2 separate regions of the Sus scrofa genome follow, and region 1 is linked to region 2. A link is a contact called in public Hi-C data. All regions are on one chromosome and are shown on one strand. The core of a region is the stretch at or near the end of the contact, and the rest is flanking DNA. Distances in the headings are between cores, read along the strand shown. Region 1 has its middle 120 kb from the start of SGMS1. Region 2 has its middle 25 kb from the start of SGMS1.

Region 1 (4,023 bases), core at 1,366-3,865, 96 kb before region 2:
GTTGAGTTGCATGAGTTGTTTGTATATTTTGGAGATCAGGCCCTTGTCTGTTGCATTATTAGCAGAGATTCTCTCCCATTCTGTGGGTTGTCTTTTTGTTTCTTTAATGGTTTCCTTTGCTGTGCAAAAGCTTGTAAGTGTGATTAGGTCCCATTGGTTTATTTGTGTCTATAAAATGGACAACCTAGAAGAAATGTATAGATTCTTACAAAGGTACAACCTACCAAGACTGAACCAGGAAGAAATTGAAAACATGAACAGACCAATCATAAATACTGAAATTGAATATGTGATTAAAAACCTTCCCAAAAACAAAACTCTGGGACCCAATGGCTACACAGGTGAATTCTATCAAACATTCAGAGAAGAGTTAACACCCATTCTTCTGAAAAACTTTCAAAAATATCGGAAGAAGGAACACTCCTGAGATCATTCTATGAGGCCACCATCACCCTGATATCAAAACCACACAGATACCACAAAAAAAGGAAATTACAGACCAATATCACTGATGAACATAGATGCAAAAATCCTCAACAAAATACTAGCAAACCAAATCTGAGTATATATTAAAAGGATCATACATCATGATCAAGTAGGATTTATCCCAGGGATGCAAGGATTCTTCAGTATCTGCAGATCTATCTATGTGATACACCATATCAACAAACTGAAGAATAAAAACCATAGGATCATCTCAGTAGACGCAGAAAAGGCTTTTGACAAAATTCCAACACCTGTTTCTGATTAAAAACTCTCCAGAAAGTGGGGATAGAAAGAACCTACCTCAAAGTAATTAAAAAAAAAAAATCTGTGAAAAACCCACAGCTAACATCATTCTCAATGGTGAAAAATTGAAAACATTTCCATTTCTTTTGGGTTATCCATTTTATACTTCTTGTCCAGAACAAGACAAGGATGTCCTTGTTCTTATCAGGAACAAGACAAGGATGTCCACTTTCACCACTATTAAGTTCTAGTCACAGCAATCAGAGAAGCAAAAGAGATAAAAGGAATCCAAATTGGAAAAGAAGTAAAACCATCACTGTTTGCAGATGATATAATACTATATTTAGAAAACCCTAAAGACAGCACCAGAGAACTGTTAGAACTCATCAATGAATTTGGCAAAGTTGCAGGCTACAAAATTAATACACGAATCAATTGCATTTCTTTATATCAATAATGAAAGATCAGAAAGAAATCAGAGGAACAATCCCATTACAATCACGTCAAAACAAATAAAATACCTAGGAATAAACCTACCTAAAAAGACAAAATACGTGTACACTGAAAACTATGAAACATTGATAAAAGAAATCACAGATGACACAAACAGATGGAAAGATATAGCATGCTCTTGGATTGGAAGAATCAATATGGTCAAAATGACCATACTACCCAAGCAATCTACAGATTCAATGCAATCCCTATCAAATTACCAGAGACATTCTTCACAGAAGTAAAACAGAATATTTTAAAATTTGTATGGAAAAGGAGACCTTGAATAGCCAAAGCAATATTGAGAAAGAAAAATGAAAATGGAGGAATTAAACTTCCTGACTTTAAAGAATACAACAAAGCTACAGTCATCAAAACAATATGATACTAGCACAAAAAACAGAAATATAGACCAATAGAACAGGATAGAAAGCCCAAATACAAACCCAAGTACATATGGGCAACTAAAGGAGGATAGAACATACAGTGGAAGAGAGATAGCCTCTTTAATAAATGGTGCTGGAGGAGTTGCCGTCGTGGCACAGTGGTTAACAAATCCGACTGGGATGAGGTTGCGGGTTCGATCCCTGGCCTTGCTCAGTGGGTTAATGATCCGGCGTTGCTGTGAGCTGTGGTGTAGGTTGCAGATGCGGCTCGGATCCCGTTTGCTGTGGCTCTGGCGTAGGCTGGGGGCTACAGCTCTGATTAGACCCCTAGCCTGGGAACCTCCATATGCCACAGGAGCGGCCCAAGAAATGGCAAAAAGACCAAAAAATAAATAAATAAATAAATAAATAAATAAATAAAATGGTGCTGGAAATATTGGAAAGCTCCATGTAAAAGAATGAAAGTAGAACACTACCTAACACCATGTACAAAAATAAATTCAAAATGGATTAAAAACCTAAATATAAGGCCAGGAACTGTAAAACTCCTGGAGGAAAACATAGGCAGAATGCTCTTTGTCATAAATCACAGCAACATCTTGTATGATCCACCTCCTAGAATAATGACAATAAAGACACAAATCAGTGGGACCTATTGGGGTTTTTTTTTGTTTGTTTTTGTTTTTGCTTTTTAGGGCTGTACCCATGGCATATGGAGGCTCCCAGGCTAGGGGTTGAATCAGGCTACACCACAGCCACAGCAAAGCCAGATCTGAGCTGTGTCTTTGACCTACACTACAGCTCATGGCAATGCCGTATCCTTAACCCATTGAGCGAGGCCAGGGATCGGACCCGCAACCTTATTGTTACTAGTCAGATTTGTTTCCACTGTGCTACAACGGGAACTCTGACCTATTGGTTTTTGAATGTATTTCAGATTGTCCCCTGGTGGCTTTCTGAGCTGGCTGTGCCCAAGACTTGCTGAGTGTTCCAGCAGGGGAGGAGTGTGTTGGTTGCTATGCTGTCCCCTCCTGTGCCTATGTCCACATGTCACCCTAGTCTGCCATGGGGTTGCAGAGGTCAAAGTGCTGGTTAATAGGAAGGCTTAGTTAAAAGCCACATGTCATTTATTGCAACAGCTAGTGGTTTTGGAACCATGAGCTGGAATTTTTTTCTGATACTTTAAAATGAGGGAAAAACGGGGAGTTCCCTGGTGGCCTAGCAAGCAGATAAGGATTCCCTGTTGTTACTGCTGTGGTTCGGGTTTGATCCCTGGCCCAGGAACTTTTGCATGCTGTGGGCACAGCTAAAATAAGTAAACAAATAAAATAGAAACACTATTTTAAAAAAAATAAGGGAAAAGCAATTATTTTAAGCTTGCAAAACAATTAGTGTTTTGACTTTGCTATTCCTACGTTTACTAATTACTAAATGTAAACAATTTCTCTAAGTAAGAGGCTGGGCTAAAAGCAGTGTCTCATTTTTCCTTCAGCTCTTAAGCAGGCCCTGGGCCTGCCTTCCTTCCTTGGTGGCTGGCCTGGGAAGGATTTCAGGATTATAGCCAGCTCTCACAGGCCTTCAAACACAGGTCTTAGCGTTCTGCCCAGAGGGCCCCGGGGTGTTTTGGAAGCCATCTGTGACAGTTTAAGGAAAGATTAAAATCTCCCTGGAAAGGGGCAGAAGCCTGCACTGTGAACTAGCTGTTTTGAGGGATTTTTTTTTTTTTTCCTCGCTCTCATTTGTTACTGATTTCCTAGATGACTCCCACTGCAGCTGTTGCAGATGCTTATTCCTTTTTGAACTCCTTGTCTCCCCCAGCCTAGCTCTTGGCACATGCCCTCAGAAACAAAGTCATGGAGACAGAGCCTGCCCTTTCCCTCCCTGCTCTCCACCACAGTCTATCTGCCATTTTGCCAGCAGGTGTCTCGCTGGGCTGGTCCTGAGCTTTATTGCGCAGGGGCAAGTGCACATCTCCTTTGGTCCTGCCCTCCCCTCTATCAGGTGCACAGGCATCCTGATGCAGTATTTAGTTACCTATTCAGTTCTTAAAATGGACCAACATGCTTCCGATTGGTGTCTTTCTTGTCCCATCGTTGCCTCAAAGCCCTGCTTCACATACTGTAATCTGTTAGTCTTGCCTTGAATATTCCCAGAGCATGTATTGACCATCTACCATGTTCATGGGAGCTGGGGTGCGGATGCCAAGAGATACAGAGATGGATCAGACTCTGGGTGGATGGTATAGAAGGGGGTTGAGAAACATGGGGACAACCAGCGTCAGAGATTACTACTAGTAAACAAAAATCATGGACTTGGAGAACAGACTTGTGGTTGCCAAGGGGGAGGGGAAGAGAGTGGGGTGGACTGGGAATTTGGGGTTAATAGATGCAAACTATTGCCTTTGGGATGGATAAGC
Region 2 (4,003 bases), core at 1,294-3,793:
ATGACAGAACAGGCTAGAGCTATTGACACCTGAGGAGAGCTCAGAGAGTAGTTGATAAAAAAGGTAGGCTGCACCAACAAATGCCCTAAACTTTGTGGGGTGTTTTTGAGAGCCAAGGTGCCAGGGGGTGGTTTAGGTTTGGAGCTGTCAAGCACTCCCGTGGAGGTTTTGGTGGGAGTGGGGTTGGATTTACAGCTTGGTTACTCTGTTTTGGAGAAGTGCTCACTTTCTCAAACTCCAAACAATGTCCTTTGGCTGGTCTAGGAGCGAGCTGTGAGTGAGATCTGCCCTCAGTGCCAGGAGGAAGCATGTGCCCCCCTGGTTTTGGAATGAACACGTTTACTCCACAGCTATGCTTTCTGTTTATTGTGGCCAGGTATTTGCTCTTGTGGAATTTATGGAAATAAATACACTGAGAAGAATGCATGGCACTTGCTCTCCCCCCCCCATTTGTGTTTACCACTTGTAGTTAGGTTGTACCAGAAGGGGAACCAGGACACCCACGGTCTATTCTCATTGGACTCAACCCTGTTGAGTTGATTATCACTTTTACCTTTATGTAGAAATAGTGAGATTTAAAAAAAATCTGCTTTTTATGTAAGAAATTAGTTAGCAAGTGCATAGAGATTTGTATGGTGTAGGTAAATTATTTCTTCTAGGAAGATGGGCAGGTCGGGGGGACAGGAGAATCAGAATCTTGTGATTATTGCTGTTTTACCGAGGACATATGCAGTGCAGCAGGCAGGTGTCACCATCAGGAACACTGACTGCACTGGAAAGGCAGGCTGAAGACACCCTGATAGCATAAAGGATGCCAGGAAAATCTAAACTGAATTATGAAGTTACTAATACAAGTTATGAAGCTGTGGTTAGTATCTTTATACTTAATTTTTGAAGCTATAGACTCTAATGCAATAGATAGGCTCCGTAATAGAGTGAAGTGCTTTGCAGCTGACTTTTTTAGTTCTATAAAGGAAACTTCTCCAGAAAGAAATCACTTCCAAATGAAATAATTAAAATAGGTACCTCCCCTTCCCCCCACCCCAGACTCTGGCATATGGAATACCTGGGCCAGGGATCAGATTGGAGCCACAGCTATGGCAGTGCCGGATCCCTAACCCACTGTGCTGGCCTGGGGATTGGACCTGTGTTCCAGCACTGCAGCGACTCCACCAATCCCTGCCCCACATCAGGAACTCCTAAAATAGTTTTAGAATTTTTGATTACTTGCACTTTGAACTCCTAGTACCAGTATTTCTGTGCTCATAGGCTACTTGTTAAACTCACTTGCTTTGAGTTGAACTGATCAAGGGCTTCTGCATAATAGGTAACACCTTGGGATCTTATTTCTTTTGGGAAACAGCCTGTGGTATTGACAGAAAAGGCCTTAAATACACTGGGGTATTTGGAAAAGGCCCCTCAGGTCATGAAAATGGGAAAACATTAACTCTCTAAGATGTCTAAAATATAAAGGGGTAATTAAATTTGAATTTTGATTCAGGTTTCACCTAATAGTTGTAACAGAGCTGAACATTTAAGCGAGATGCTTTGGAGCCACAGCCTCATTTTACTTGTCACAAGAATGCCGAGAGGTAGAACGTTATTATCTCTTTTATAAACCGAGAAACAGCCTCAGCAAGTTTACATAATCCACTCCAAATTTCACAGCTAGTTAATTTAGTTTACATTTGAAAGTAGCCTTTAAGCGTTGTAATTTTTCCCTTGTGGCTCCAATTATTCCTATCATAGTGTTGATTTTTCTGTGTGAAGTAATCCAGAGGAGGTTCTTTGTTCAAAGGAGATTTTTAAGAGATTTTAAAAAGCTTCTCTGCCCCTGTGCCAAAATATCAAAGTTCAAGGAATAATTCATTTGCTTTGGAAGCTTGTGGTTTTCAAATATTAACTAAGCAAGCTTTCTTCACGAGGCTGCCTCACAGTTGTTGATTTGGGGGACCTTTTTTTCCTGAAGCCCTTCTGGTTCTGGATGTACAAATTCTTCTCCTCACCAGGTACAACTCAGCTGTTCTCTAATTGTAACACCCAACAGCTATGTCCTGGGATGTGCAGTGGTTGAATCTTTGGTGTGTGGTTGCACCCTGGCAGAATTTTGCATGCTCTGTGAAATGATGGTAAATTTCTGCTCACACTTAGGTTGGTGTTGAACGTGCTGGTTAGGAATGGTGAGGTCACAAGGCACACTCTGAGTGCTAGAACCTTTCTTGTTGGATGGAAGTGGGGAAGTTTCAGCATGTCTCACCAGGGGCAGCCAGTTCTGGGAGAGTCCATCTTCTGGAGTGTCTGTTGGGATGTCACATAATGCAGGAGGGCAATGTCACCTTCTTAGAGGACCAAGAACTGCAGTATCTGTTCTAGGACCAAGTATTGCTCACACCATGCCTCATCATTCTTGCCGTCTGTTTGACACTGTACACCCACCCACCTTCCCAGGCAAAGCAAGCCTGCTTTGGCCTCCTCCTTAAACTTACCTCTCTAAATCCCAGCTGCCTTTAGTGACTTGAGTTCTTGGGGATTTCGAAAAACCATGCCAGTGTGATGATAAAACCACTTGGGGGTGATCTTGAGAAACCCATGGAGAGGAGGAAGTATGCCAAACAACTTGATTTTCAAAACAGGGGAGACGGCAGAGTCTGGAAACCTTAAATGCAGAGCATATGTTGATGTTTAACAGATTATTAAATCACATTTTCAAAAAGATGGATTGGAGTCACTTAGAAAAAGTGGAGATCAGTATCTAGTATTACTCATCTTCAGTTGACCTCGTTTCTTTTTCCATAGTTACTGAACAAGTGTATCTGGACATGCCATAGATAGGACACATCTGCTCTGGCAGAATATATAACAAAGTGCTATGTGTTCTACTCAAGATGGACAGATGTGTTGGAGTTCCTGTTGGCTCAGCGGTAATGAACCCGACTAGTATCCATGAGTACTCTGGTTTGATCCCTGGCCTTGATCACTGGATTAAGGATCCAGTGTTGCTGTGAGTTGCGGTGTAGGTCGAAGACACAGCTCAGATCCTGTGTTGCTTCGGCTTTGATGTAGGCCGGCAGCTGCAGCTCCAAATTGATCCCTAGCCCGGAAACTTCCGTATGTTGAGGGTGTGGCCCAAAAAAGACCAAAAACAAAAAGATGGACAAATGTGGGTTGCACAGCAGTATAGGCAAGTGCGCTTTTGTCTGGTTATACTCACAGAGGGATGATCAGTAGGGTGATGTCAGATGTAAACAAAGTGCCAGCAGTGTTCCTTGATGAGGGCATTTGGTACAGCAGGACAACAGAACGCACGTATTAGTGGAGGTAGAGAATTTAGATCCAAGCAGGTGATAATCCCACAGTTCTTTGAAGCAGTGTAGACAGTGGTTAAGAATTGGGACCTTGGAGCCTGGCCTTGGGCAAGTTCTTTGACCACTGTGCCTCGGTCTCTTCATTTATAAAATGCTGATAATACTTCCTCATACGGCTGTTGAAGATCAAATTAGATCGTTCATGTAAAGTGTTTAAAAACAGAGCCTGACTATAATTTGTATGTGTCATGCTTTAGTCTTTTGTTACTGCTACCTCTTTTCTTCTTAAGGAGGTAGTGAAAATTTCCAGGTTTGTGTCTACGTGCGTGTCCAGAACAGAGTAATCAGGTTTGGAGAGGGTCTAGAGACTATGAACAATGGTTGAAGACACTGGAATGTGTTCCTTAGTGTCAAAGCTCAGAGATAGTGATCATGAACCGTAAAGTGAAGTACAGGTGGTTCCAGCCAGTCTGAATCCTAATATATTTCATCCAGTCTGACAAGCGCTTCCTCTTACAGAGCTGTAGCTTGGTGTAAGAGAAATCTCCACGAATCCAGGATTTAGTAGAGCTCTTTCCTGGTATCAATGCAATCTTTAACCAATAATGTGATCTGAGACAGTTAACCCCGTGGCTTCCCGTGGGGTGTGATTTACCCCTCAGGGAACATTTGGCCTCGTCAGGACATAGCTTTGCTTG

Evidence for each region. Hi-C and Micro-C count contacts between places; a contact is called where the count stands out from the background.
Region 1: a contact with region 2 is called in a Hi-C map of liver, with 4 times the contacts expected there. The contact joins two enhancer-like sites. A contact is called at or near these places in 1 of 5 promoter capture datasets (liver), 2 of 47 Hi-C or Micro-C datasets (heart right ventricle and liver) and 1 of 2 datasets of contacts at active chromatin or transcription factors (skeletal muscle).

The regions. Positions count from the first base shown.
Region 1 is chr14:99,335,618-99,339,640 of Sscrofa11.1, reverse strand. It overlaps a transcript of SGMS1 not described here. Among named protein-coding and RNA genes, the nearest start is that of SGMS1, 120 kb to the right of the region's middle. Within about 2 kb of position 2,615, at least 16 of the 83 cell types and tissues checked have an H3K27ac peak or open chromatin away from gene starts, as enhancers often do. A contact at or near this core is called in liver, where this site is marked.
Region 2 is chr14:99,239,566-99,243,568 of Sscrofa11.1, reverse strand. It overlaps a transcript of SGMS1 not described here. Among named protein-coding and RNA genes, the nearest start is that of SGMS1, 25 kb to the right of the region's middle. Within about 2 kb of position 2,543, at least 11 of the 83 cell types and tissues checked have an H3K27ac peak or open chromatin away from gene starts, as enhancers often do. A contact at or near this core is called in liver, where this site is marked.